Linked DNA regions of Hordeum vulgare: region 2 is linked to region 1. The links are chromatin contacts, called in public Hi-C maps. All regions are on one chromosome and are shown on one strand. Each heading gives the region's core, a stretch centred on a gene start, on an enhancer-like site or on the middle of the called end of the contact. The rest is flanking DNA. Distances are from core to core; before and after follow the strand shown. Region 1 holds the start of LOC123445529 (PH, RCC1 and FYVE domains-containing protein 1-like). Region 2 has its middle 10 kb from the start of LOC123440943.

What was found. A called contact is a pair of places that touch in the nucleus more often than the background predicts.
Region 2: a Hi-C map of seedling shows a contact between it and region 1, with 4 times the contacts expected there. The contact joins the enhancer-like site here to the promoter of LOC123445529 in region 1. A contact is called at or near these places in 3 of 6 Hi-C or Micro-C datasets (leaf and seedling).

What each region holds. Positions count from the first base shown.
Region 1 is chr3H:597,549,102-597,554,613 of MorexV3_pseudomolecules_assembly, reverse strand. LOC123445529 (PH, RCC1 and FYVE domains-containing protein 1-like) reads left to right here and starts at 2,797. Exons shown (of 9, transcript XM_045122519.1): 1 at 2,797-2,881; 2 at 4,020-4,106; 3 at 4,193-4,282; 4 at 4,906-4,986; 5 at 5,094-5,288; 6 at 5,424-5,512. The coding sequence starts at 2,810.
Region 2 is chr3H:597,616,106-597,621,617 of MorexV3_pseudomolecules_assembly, reverse strand. No RefSeq gene overlaps it. Among protein-coding and RNA genes, the nearest start is that of LOC123440943, 10 kb to the left of the region's middle. Within about 2 kb of position 2,222, at least 3 of the 3 cell types and tissues checked have open chromatin away from gene starts, as enhancers often do. A contact at or near this core is called in leaf and seedling, where this site is marked.

The sequences.
Region 1 (5,512 bases), core at 1,548-4,047:
GTCACCGGAAAGGTTTCGGGGTTTATCGGTATTGTACCGGAACCACCGAAAGGGTTCCGGGAGTCCACCGGGAGGGGCCACCTGTCCCGGAGGGCCACCTGGGTCAAAGGTGGGTGGGAACTAGCTCCCTGGTGGGCTGTGCACACCACCCAAGGGCTCAAGGCGCCTATGGCTGGGAACCCTAGGGCGCGGGGGGCTCCTCCCACCGACTTGGGAGGCAAGCCACCCCCCTTGGCCGTCGTCGCCCCCTCTAGAGGGATATAGGGTGGCCGGCCCCTTCTTCTCTCCCCCCTATAAATATAGGAGGGGTGAGAGGGTTGGGACACACCTGAACCCTCTCCCCCTGGCGCATCCCTACTCCCCTACACCTCCTCCTCCGTACAGCTTGGCGAAGCCGTGCCGGAGAACCACAAACTCCACCGCCACCACGCTGTCATGCTGTCGGAGCTCTCCTCAACTTCTCCTCCCCCCTTGCTGGATCAAGAAGGAGGAGACGTCCCCGGGCTGTACGTGTGTTGAACGCGGATGCGCCGTTCGTTCGGTGCTTGGATCGGATCTTCCACGATTTGAATCGCCGCGAGTACGAATCCGTCAACCACGTTCTTTGCAACACTTCCGCTTAGCGATCTTCAACGATATGAAGATGATCTCCCTCTCTCTCATTGCTAGAATCTCCTAGATTGATCTTGGTGACACATAGGAAATTTTTGGAATTATTACTACGTTCCCCAACATGCCCTCCAACCACTCTTCTCTTTGTAGTTTTGTTCTAACCAGGAAATTATAGGCGGATCTAACAGAAAAATGTCCCTTGCTGTCTGGGTACCATGCCCAAAAATCTACCATATTTCGTGTGCACACTCGTATTCTGAGGATTGCATCCGCATCAGCAGGAAGAAACACCGACTGTACCAGTTCTATATTCCACATTGCAGCCGCTGGCAGGAGGAACTTGGAGACCTTAGCGGGAGGTTCATGGACAAGTGATACTATAGGCCTTGTCGTTGTTTCCTTTGGTATCCAATTATCACTCCAAATATCCGTTATTCGGCCATTCCCTATCATCCGAATAAGCCCTTGCTTCATCACATCTCTCCCCTCAATGATCGAACGACAAACCCGAGAGGGGTGAGACCCCAATTCTGCTTCAAGAATTGTTTTGTGTGGAGAGTATGATGGCTTTAAAATCCGCGCACTAAGAGACGCTGGTTCCTGCAAGATTCTCCATGCTTGCCTTGCCAATAAAGCCAAGTTGAACAATTCTAGGTCCCGGAACCATAGTCCTCTTAGTTGTTTTGGACGTACCATAACATCCCATGAGACCCACACCGGCTTCCGCTCGCCCTGTTTGCAACCCCACCATAATTTGTGTATGATGGACTTGATATGATCACACAAACTCCTCGGTAGCTTGAAACCAGACATCGGAAACACCGGGATCGCCGGGGCAACTGACTTAATAAGAACCTCCTTTCCACCTGCTGACAAGCATTTACTCGTCCATCCTTTGACTTTATCACACACACGGTCACTCAGATATTTGAAAGTGCCCTTCTTTGAGTGCCCCGCATCTGTCTGTCATCCCAAATACCTATCACTCAACGATTCATTAGGCACCTCCAAGAACCCCTTGACTGCTGACCGCACTATCTCGAGGGTCCCCTTACTGAAGAAAATTGATGATTTATCCTTATTAACTCTCTCTCCCGAGGCCCTGCAATATATGTATCCAATAGGTTTGATACCTCTTCTAGTCCACTGATACTCGTCGTGAAAAACAGCAGGCCGTCATCCACGAATAGAAGATGATTCACCAGCGGAGCCCATGGGCCACCTTAATGCCACATCATATTTGTGTTCACGGGCTGACCGAGCCCAAGAATCGAGTGGGGGGTCCAAGTGACTGGGACACTTATATTTGGCTTACTGGAAGATTAACTAGTACTCCCTCCGTCCCAAAATTATTGCCTTAACTTTGTCTAGAAATGGATGTATCTAAATACTAAAACTTGACTAGATACATTCATATTTAAACAAATCTAAAACAAGAATTTTGGAACGGAGGGAGTAAAATACTGGGTTTCATAACAGTAAAAGTAGAAATTGACTGGGCCGGGCCCGACTTAGCCCAACGTGGGCCCGCCCTTGTTTGTGTTTAGTTGGAGGACATGAAAAAAGAAACGGACTAGAAACGTACTATAGTCGGCTCCAATACTCTTTTAGAGAGAAAAGAGCAACAGGCAGGTGTGAGTCGAGCGACAGCATAGCTCCACGGCGCAGCAACCACTTGCGCCGGACCGCACGGTGCGAGCTAGCCGACGACGCACCAACCAGACTCAGACCCAGACCCAGACCCAGACCCAGACCCAACCAAATCATCAGCAGTCAGCCCGCCCCGACCCAAAAAGCCAACAGCCAAAAGCGAGTCCCAATTCCCAAACAAAAACAAAAACAAAAACAAAAACCAGATCGCCAATACTCCACTCATCCAAGACACAAAAGCTTAAATTCTTTTCTCTCTCTCTCTCTCTCCCCTGCTCCTCGGTTCCTCTTCTCGTCTGGTCGCGATCTCTGCCCCCGAACCCACCCCGCGCCTCGATCCGCCCCGCCTCCCCTCCCCTTCCCTCCCCTCCCCTCCCCTCCCCCGGGCGCGCGTCGCCCGGGAGCCCGCGGAGAGCGGCGGCCGGCGAGCCCGGCACCATTGGCGCGCGCCTCGCGGCCCGGGCCACCGGCGGCGCTTTGTTCGGCGGAGCCGCAGAGGCCCGGTCGCCGGGCGGGCCGCGCGCGATGGGCCGGGGCTGACGCGGCCATGTCGGACGCGTCGTCGGATCTCGGCGGCGCACGGGCGGGGCCGCCGCCCGTCGAGCGCGACCTCGAACAGGTGCGGACGATAATTAATCCCTCCAATGGCTCAATTCCGCACTTGTTTCCGTCTCTGCTTGTTCGCGGGCGGGCTGGGTGGGTGGGTGCAACCGATGACTGCGTGTGCTCCCGCTTGGGTTCCCGTCATGCGCGGGGCCTCGTCTCCTGCTTGCCGGCTTACCTGCCGCTCGCGTCTGGGCGGAATTCTCGGGGCTGGGTGCTGTTCTCGGGCGCTCCTGTCCTGCTGGGGCTGTCCTCCGTTCGGGATTGGAGCCCTGAGTGCCGATTCTGGTTTAGCGCCACTATCCGCGCTGGGAATTCGGGACACTCAGTTCATATCATTTTTTTTCTTGTGTGTGTGTGTGTGTGAAGTTGAGTGACTTCCCGAGGGGATTCAGTTCCGGTGTGCTGTGTGTGAAGTTGAGTGACTTCCGGAGGGGATTCAGTTCCGGTGTGCTGTGTGTGAAGTTGAGCTCGCGCTGGGTAAGTGCAGGGTAGATCGGGACGACGAGCAGCAGTCGGTGTAGTTTTACTCAGCGGCCACGTTGGCCTTGGGTACATACATCAACGCGTTTCCGGATGTGTAGGTTGCTGCTATGCATTCTGCTTCTGTAAATCCAGCTCCCCTGCTTCTTTTTAGATGATGAAGTCAAGACAGGAGAGCAAGTATTGCTGCTTAGTGCATGAAAACGTCAATCTGAAGAACCAGCGACCAGTTACACCTGTTAACTCAAATCAGTTACTGGGGTGCTGTGTGCCGTTCCATATACTCAGATAGTTTCTCGTCTTATGCCTTGCGTGTTTCATTCCTTCAGTTTAAGCTCTGTCTGTACTCAAGGCCATATGCTTTTGACATCAGCTTCTCAGGGTTACACATTCAAGGGGACATATATATACCCTTTTGTTGCTTCTGGTAACTGATGAGATATGAATTGGGAATTCCTTTATAATATTTGCAAAGGTCATATTCATTTCTAAAAACACTTCCATGACTTTGAAACATTTGATGGTTATGCCATGCTATTTTGCTTTCCCATTTGGCTTCTGAAAGTCTGATGTTCCTGATCAGTTTATTATATATTTATATAATTAATATATTGAAATGCCAGACGAGGTCTGATACAATCTTTCTCTTGGTTGATTCTGGCTTTTGGCAGGCTATCACTGCTCTTAAGAAAGGAGCCTACTTATTGAAATATGGGCGTAGAGGGAAGCCAAAATTTTGTCCATTTCGGCTATCCAATGTGAGATTATTTCCGCTCGGTAACTTCGTATTTCTGAAGTTCTTCCTGATTGTCTCACATGTAAGGAGTGTTCTTGGTTTCTGCAGGACGAGTCTGTATTGATATGGTTTTCAGGGAAAGAGGAGAAGCATCTAAGGTTGAGCCATGTGTCCCGGATAATGCCTGGCCAACGGACTGTAAGTTAATTATCCTAAAAGTGAAATTTCTAGAAGGGGATCCTATCAGTGTTTGTCAATATGATGAACTTCTTGACCTGACTTGCTGTTTGTGTGTGCTTACCAACTCTCTGTGATGCATATGTATGTGGTTTTTAGTCTGATACACAATTCACACACCTTGTAGAGAAACTTTTGTTTAATGAATGCAGTCATTACTGGGGAGTGGGGACAAACACTTGCATCGTCTTTTGCTTGCTCTGTGGTAAACTGATTTGCTACTCTGGATATTCTACAGCTAGACGAGTTAGGTGTCAGCTTGTATGAGTTAGATTTCTGCTTTATCAAACTTTTGAGGCCTGGCAGTACTCAGTTTTGCATTTGAATAAGTTTGATTAGTGCTGCATTTGCATGATTTGGCTCAATAGAGATTTTTTGGCATGAATTTAAAACTTTCATGGTACGATTGTTTAATCTTTGTGGCCTGGAAGTTACTTAGCATTTGCATGAATTCCTTGTCATGGTACGATTGTTTAATCTTTGTGGTGGGATACTCGATCTTGGTCGTTAAGTATCCCCCTTGTGTTGAAGTTGCTGTGCAATCTTACTAACTGGATCTCCATTCTTTCATTTCTGGAATCTAGGCAATATTTCAGAGATACCCACGACCTGAGAAGGAATGTCAGTCCTTTTCTCTAATTTCGCATGACAGGTCACTGGACATTGTAAGTTTGCCGGCCACATTCCACGTTTATTTCTGCCTGTTCTCTTCCTTTTGTGCTTATACAAGTGTCATGCTTACATGGTAATATAATTGACTCACTGCTGTCAGATATGTAAAGACAAGGATGAGGCAGAAGTGTGGTTTGCTGGGCTGAAAACATTGATTTCACGAAGTCATCAAAGAAAATGGAGAACCGGCTCAAGAAGTGATACCATTTCGTCTGCTGCAACTAGTCCAAGGATTTACACGCGACAGAGCTCTCCGTTAAGTTCTCCTTTCAGCAGCAGTGACAGTCTCCACAAGGTAGTATTTACTATCCATGTATGTGAATTTGAATGATATTTTCCCCCAAAATTCTATGAGATGATACTTCTTTTTCATCATGTTGATAATACCATTACATCATGAAGATGAGTTCTGATAGATGCTGTACAACAGGATTTCAATGAAAACTACCGGCTCCGTAGTCCATATGGGAGTCCACCAAAGAATGGCTTGGAGAAGGCCTTTTCTGATGTTGTGTTATA
Region 2 (5,512 bases), core at 973-3,472, 68 kb before region 1:
GTAGGGATGTATGGCCACAACATCAAGGCAAGATACGACCCCATGAAGTCTGATGACTCCGTCAAGCTCGTCAACGTCGGCATGGTGTGTGTATGTACCTGACACCATCATGATATGCTAAGTTGTTCTTTCTACTTTGACGACATAGCTGGACCCCATTAGGTTATGCTCAATAGATGACGGGTCTATAGCCCTCTCATTCGTACCTCAACAACAGACTCCATGGCTCCATATTGAAGAAGTCGGAGTCGCTTGCTCGAGGAGAAGTGATGACGATGATATTGTAGGCAACTTCGTCGGTGTCCTCTCCTTGCCGGTGTGTGTTTGTGGGTAGCCAGGTCGATGGGTGTCCTTTCATGTGGACGTGTTGTAACGGTTTTTTGTCCGAACTTGCGTTAATTAACAGGGCAAATCTATTCGACCTTTTTTCATGAATTGGGTCCTAAGAAACCGGGTTTCAAGAAAAAGATATATCCAATGACGTTAAGACTTAAGAGTATTGAAGAGCAAGATGAAGTGATGAACCTACCGCCCTGGTAGGTGGCAAGTGATATTGTGGACACACACTCTAAGCCTAAGAGAGACTCCGTGCAAGATAAACCATCTAACTGCTGAACCGTCGTGTATTATACGGGTGGAGGGCCCATAGCTGAAAAGGACGAAATAAGAGACCTGCTGATCAAAACGAGTTTCGATACAACATATATATAGCTCAAGCCAAATCTCTGAACGACAATCACCGATCGACTTGTGGATAGCCAGCATTAAAACACCACATACTCCCGATCGAGCTTCGCCATGTCGGCCCAACTGATCTCAACAGGATGGGGATATTTAGTCGAAACATTTGTACTGTATTCCATTATTCTTGGCCTCTAGGAATACAAAAACTAAAGATAAACCAAATCTAGTTTTCACAACTAAAGCCCAAACACGATTCTTTAACCTATCGGCGTTGGGGAACAGACCTTGTTTAACGCTGATGAAAAAAGTTGAAACACGGTGTCCTACATACAAAGTACTTACGATTCATCTTATCACATGTTTTACTTAATTTTGATAAGATTTATCACATGCTTTCCCAGCTGAAAGGGGCATCGCCTAAAGCGTGTTTCTGTTTATTTTTCTAGAGATGCATGTACTTCTTTTATGTTCCTAAAACACTTTCATTTATCATCATGAACATTTTCTTCAATTACATCATTGGCATATGTTTTAAAATACATAAACATCTCATTTGAGATGGCGAATGTATTTTTATAGCTATGCGCACTATTTTAAAATATATAAATATTTTTTAATCTGTACAACTTATTTCAGAATAACCCAAAATCATACGTGATTTAAAAAACACATAAACAACAACAATGGGGAAACTCCCCACGGTAGTAATTATAAATTAAGCAAAGCAAAGTATGTATAGGCAGGGACTGAGGCGAGACAAAAGGAGAGAGGCTAAAAACCTAGAAAAAGGACGGACTCAGCTAGCCATTATTTAAATTGTGTGGCATACTGCTTCTAATTTCTGTACGCAACCACCGACACCTCATGTGATTCATAATTAGTACCATCAAATTTATTTAGTACACACTAACAAAAAAAATTGAACTACATGAACAAACTAAGAACTGAAATAATATTTTTTATTGACCTATTAATGATTTCTCAATGTATTATGTAAATACATGGTTTTCGTAATATTTTTACTTAGGAATATAAAGTAATATATTTTATTCAAACACTGGAGAAAAAATATTAGGAAATGGGTCAGGTCTGTGCTATCCAATTTATGCTGCTCTTTAGGGGGTTAAACACGTAAAGTGCCTTTTGGCTCCCCGAGCTCATTTGAGCTTGGGTGAATAGTACAAACGAAAAACCTTCGAATTTTTGCATTGCAAAAATTTGGCATTATTTAACATTTTTACATGGCGTGGCAAAATAAACAAAACCAATACTCTGAAAATGCCCATTTTCAGAGTATACATTTTGTTTATTTTTTCACACATTGTATAAATGCTATTTCATGTCAAATTTTTGCATGCACATAGAACTTTTGACAAGATTGGTCTCAAAAAAATTCAAAAAAACTTAAGCTTTTTTTGATGATTTTTCGGGTTTACTGTTCACCCAAGCTCAAATGGGCTCGGAAGCCGAAACTCCACGTCCGTTAAACACCCCAATAACTATATCTTGATTACAGCGAGACTACCTATCAGGCGCTCCTAGTCAGCGCTGCAGGCACCGGTTAACGATCCGGCGCCTGCAGGGTCACTGGCATAGCCCGGCCCACTAGCATGCTCGCAAGCTATTCAATTTTTCTTTTCTTTTATTTTTGTCGATCCGAAGGAAAAACTGGCCAGATTTTTTACTTGTTACGAAAATAAAATTATGAAATTAAAATAGGTTTCATATTTAAATAAAAATGTTCATCCAATTTAAAAAAAGTTTAGATCATTCAAATAGGTTCATCAATTTTGAAAAAAGTTCATTAATTTCAAAATATTTGTTGAAATTGAAGAATAAGTCCATCCAATTTTGAAAAATATCATTCAGTTTTGAAAAAAGATGTTAGAAATTTACAGATATGTTTACAAAAAACTTTCATTATACAGAACAAAGTTCATAAATGCCTAAAAAGTTCATCCATTTTGAAAACACATCATTCATTTTCAAATCTCATCCGTATTTCAAAAAGTTCATGAGTTTAAGTATTTTAGAAAAGGTTCATCGTTTTTTAAAAGTAAATCAGTTTTATAAAATGTTCATCCAAATTTTGAAAAATTCATAGATATTTAAAAAAGGTCATAGAATTTTCAAAGAAAAATTCGTCACCGTGCATTTAGATGGACCGGACTATTGAAGAACGCGGCAGGTGCAAGTTAACAAAATGCATGTTAACTCGTGCCTGCAGCGCCAAATAGGAAATTCCCTACTTATCGTATCGCCCAGAGTTTGTCCTGAGCGCTATAGTACCGGACACGCCCATTTTTCGTTGGTTGTCTGGGTTGTTTTCTCTCGTTTGCTTTTTTTCTGTTGATATTCCTTTTGGTTTCTTTTAATTTTCTACGTTTCTTCACTCGTTTTGTGGTTTCTTTCACGGTTTTCCTTGCTCCTTCTTTTCCTATTTACTTCATTTCCTTAGTTTCTATCTTGGTTTTCACTGTCTTTTTCATTATTACTCGTTTTTATTTGTTTATTTCTTGGTTTCGCTTGTTCCATTTTTTTCCTTATTTTTTTCTGTTCCAATCTTTAGCATCAGTTTTCATTGGTTTTCATTTCATTTTATTTTTATTTTCGTTGTTTCTCTTTCTTTTTTATATTGGGTTTGTTCACTTTTCTTTGTTTATTTTTTGATTTTTTGGAAAATCTATAGTGTTACAATATCTCATTTTCCCCTTACACATTGTATACTTATATATGTCTAATGCATTTTTAATACATATTCAATCCTTTTGAAATGCAAGATTAACATCTTTTCAATATATTGTCAACATTTTTCCATACATGGTGAGTTTCCTTTATGGCAGTAACCATTTTTTCACATATAACGTCCATTTTAATATGCATCTAGAACATTTTTATATACACGTTTAAGTTTTCTAGATACATAGTAAACTTTCATTAAATTTATGTGTTTACATGTCCACTTTAATTTAAAGTATGTTTTACATTTTCTAAAATTTCAAGACTTTTATACATATTAACTTTTATAAATACATGATCAACATTTCTTATCTATACATTTAGCAATTGTAAGTGCTAGGATAACATATTTTAAATCGTTGGTTAACATTTTCCAAACTAGTTATTAACATTTTGAAAATATATGGTGTAGATTTTGAAAACTGCTTGCACATTTTTAGACTACAAAAATATATTTTTACAATATATTAAATTTTCCTAAATGACAAGAAATTTTTTTGTCGAATGCGTGAATATATTTTTTAATATCATAAATGCTTTTTGTGAATGTAAGAAACTAATTTTTTTAATTATACAACAAATTAATTTTCATTAAACAATTAAATGCCATATATTATTTGGGAATGCGTGAACATTTTTATAATCTTACATGCATTTTCTAGGTGGTACGAACTATCTTCTCTATTATGAAGACATATTTCTATGTTATATAAATAATTCTATATATGCCACGTATACTTTCTTGAAAGATGTCAAAATTTAGCTTTCACAAACAGCTTTTTGAATGCTATCAACATTTTCTTAAATTTGCACGAACAAAAAAAATAAAAACGCATTAATAATTTTCTAATGTGCTTAAACAATTTAAAATTTTAAGGAAGACATTATGCTGATTTCCATAATAAAGGAAATCAATTTTAGTATTTATGTTTTTTTATAAGAAAGATATAATATAGGGGGTAAAAGAAGACAAAGCAATGTGCACTCGCAAGCGTTGAGCCGACCCATGTAGAGCAGCACTTGAGACTCGCAAGAGAGACAAAGCCGCGCCCGACGGCCATGGATGTCAACACTGGCAAATTGAAGGAATCAAATAGGGGGCTGGCCCAATTCGTCATACACTTTGTTCGTTTGTTGGATGAAAGAATTTTTTTGCTTACATATATGTTTTTGTCTCCCCCTAAAAATATATGTTTTGGTCTTTTCTTTTGTTTTTCTTTTATGTGCTCTTACATTTTTAGTTTTCTAAACTATAAACATTTTTTGGTTGGTGAGCATTTTTTAATACTTATTGAACATTTACTCTATATTTTGAATTTTTATATGCATTGACCTTCTTTAATGCATGATGTATGTTTTTAATTCACGGTTCACATTTTCTATTTCAAAATAAACTTATTTTTCAGTTAGTTTGTTTCGTAGCTGATTGTATACTATTTTAATTTCTTTTTGTTTTTGCAGTTGCTTTTCTTTCGTTTTCTTTTTTTTTCTCTATGCTTTCTTTGTTTCTTTCTTTGGCATACACATTGTACCTTTTACATATATGTCAAAATAATTTTTAATACGTTTACCATTTTTTAAATACATTATGTACATATTTTAAAATATATTTTTTTGTGTCTATTGTTTTCATACACATTAAAAAAATGGTACACATTTAACCATTTTTATGCAGTTTTAATATTTTTCACATAGATGAGTAAGATATTTTTCAAATATATATTTATATTTCTAGTTTTCTGTACCCATTATACATTATAGTATACTTCAGAATCATTTTTAATACATGTTTAACAAGTCTTAAAATAAATGATTAAAATTCATTAACCATATCTTCTTTAATATCTACTTTATTTGCTTGAATAAAAGTAGAACTTCATGTTTCATTTGATGGAGGAAAGAACCTTAAATCCGATGAGTCATGGATGTTTAGATGACTGTCCTATTATTGTTTTTCTTCAAATTGCATTGGATGTCGAATACTAATGTATGCTATATATTTCTTCTGGAGAATGATGATTATAAGTATTTAACATCTCTAGTATCGATCGTATAGAGGAGGTTGATACTTAGCTGAGATAGGTCACCC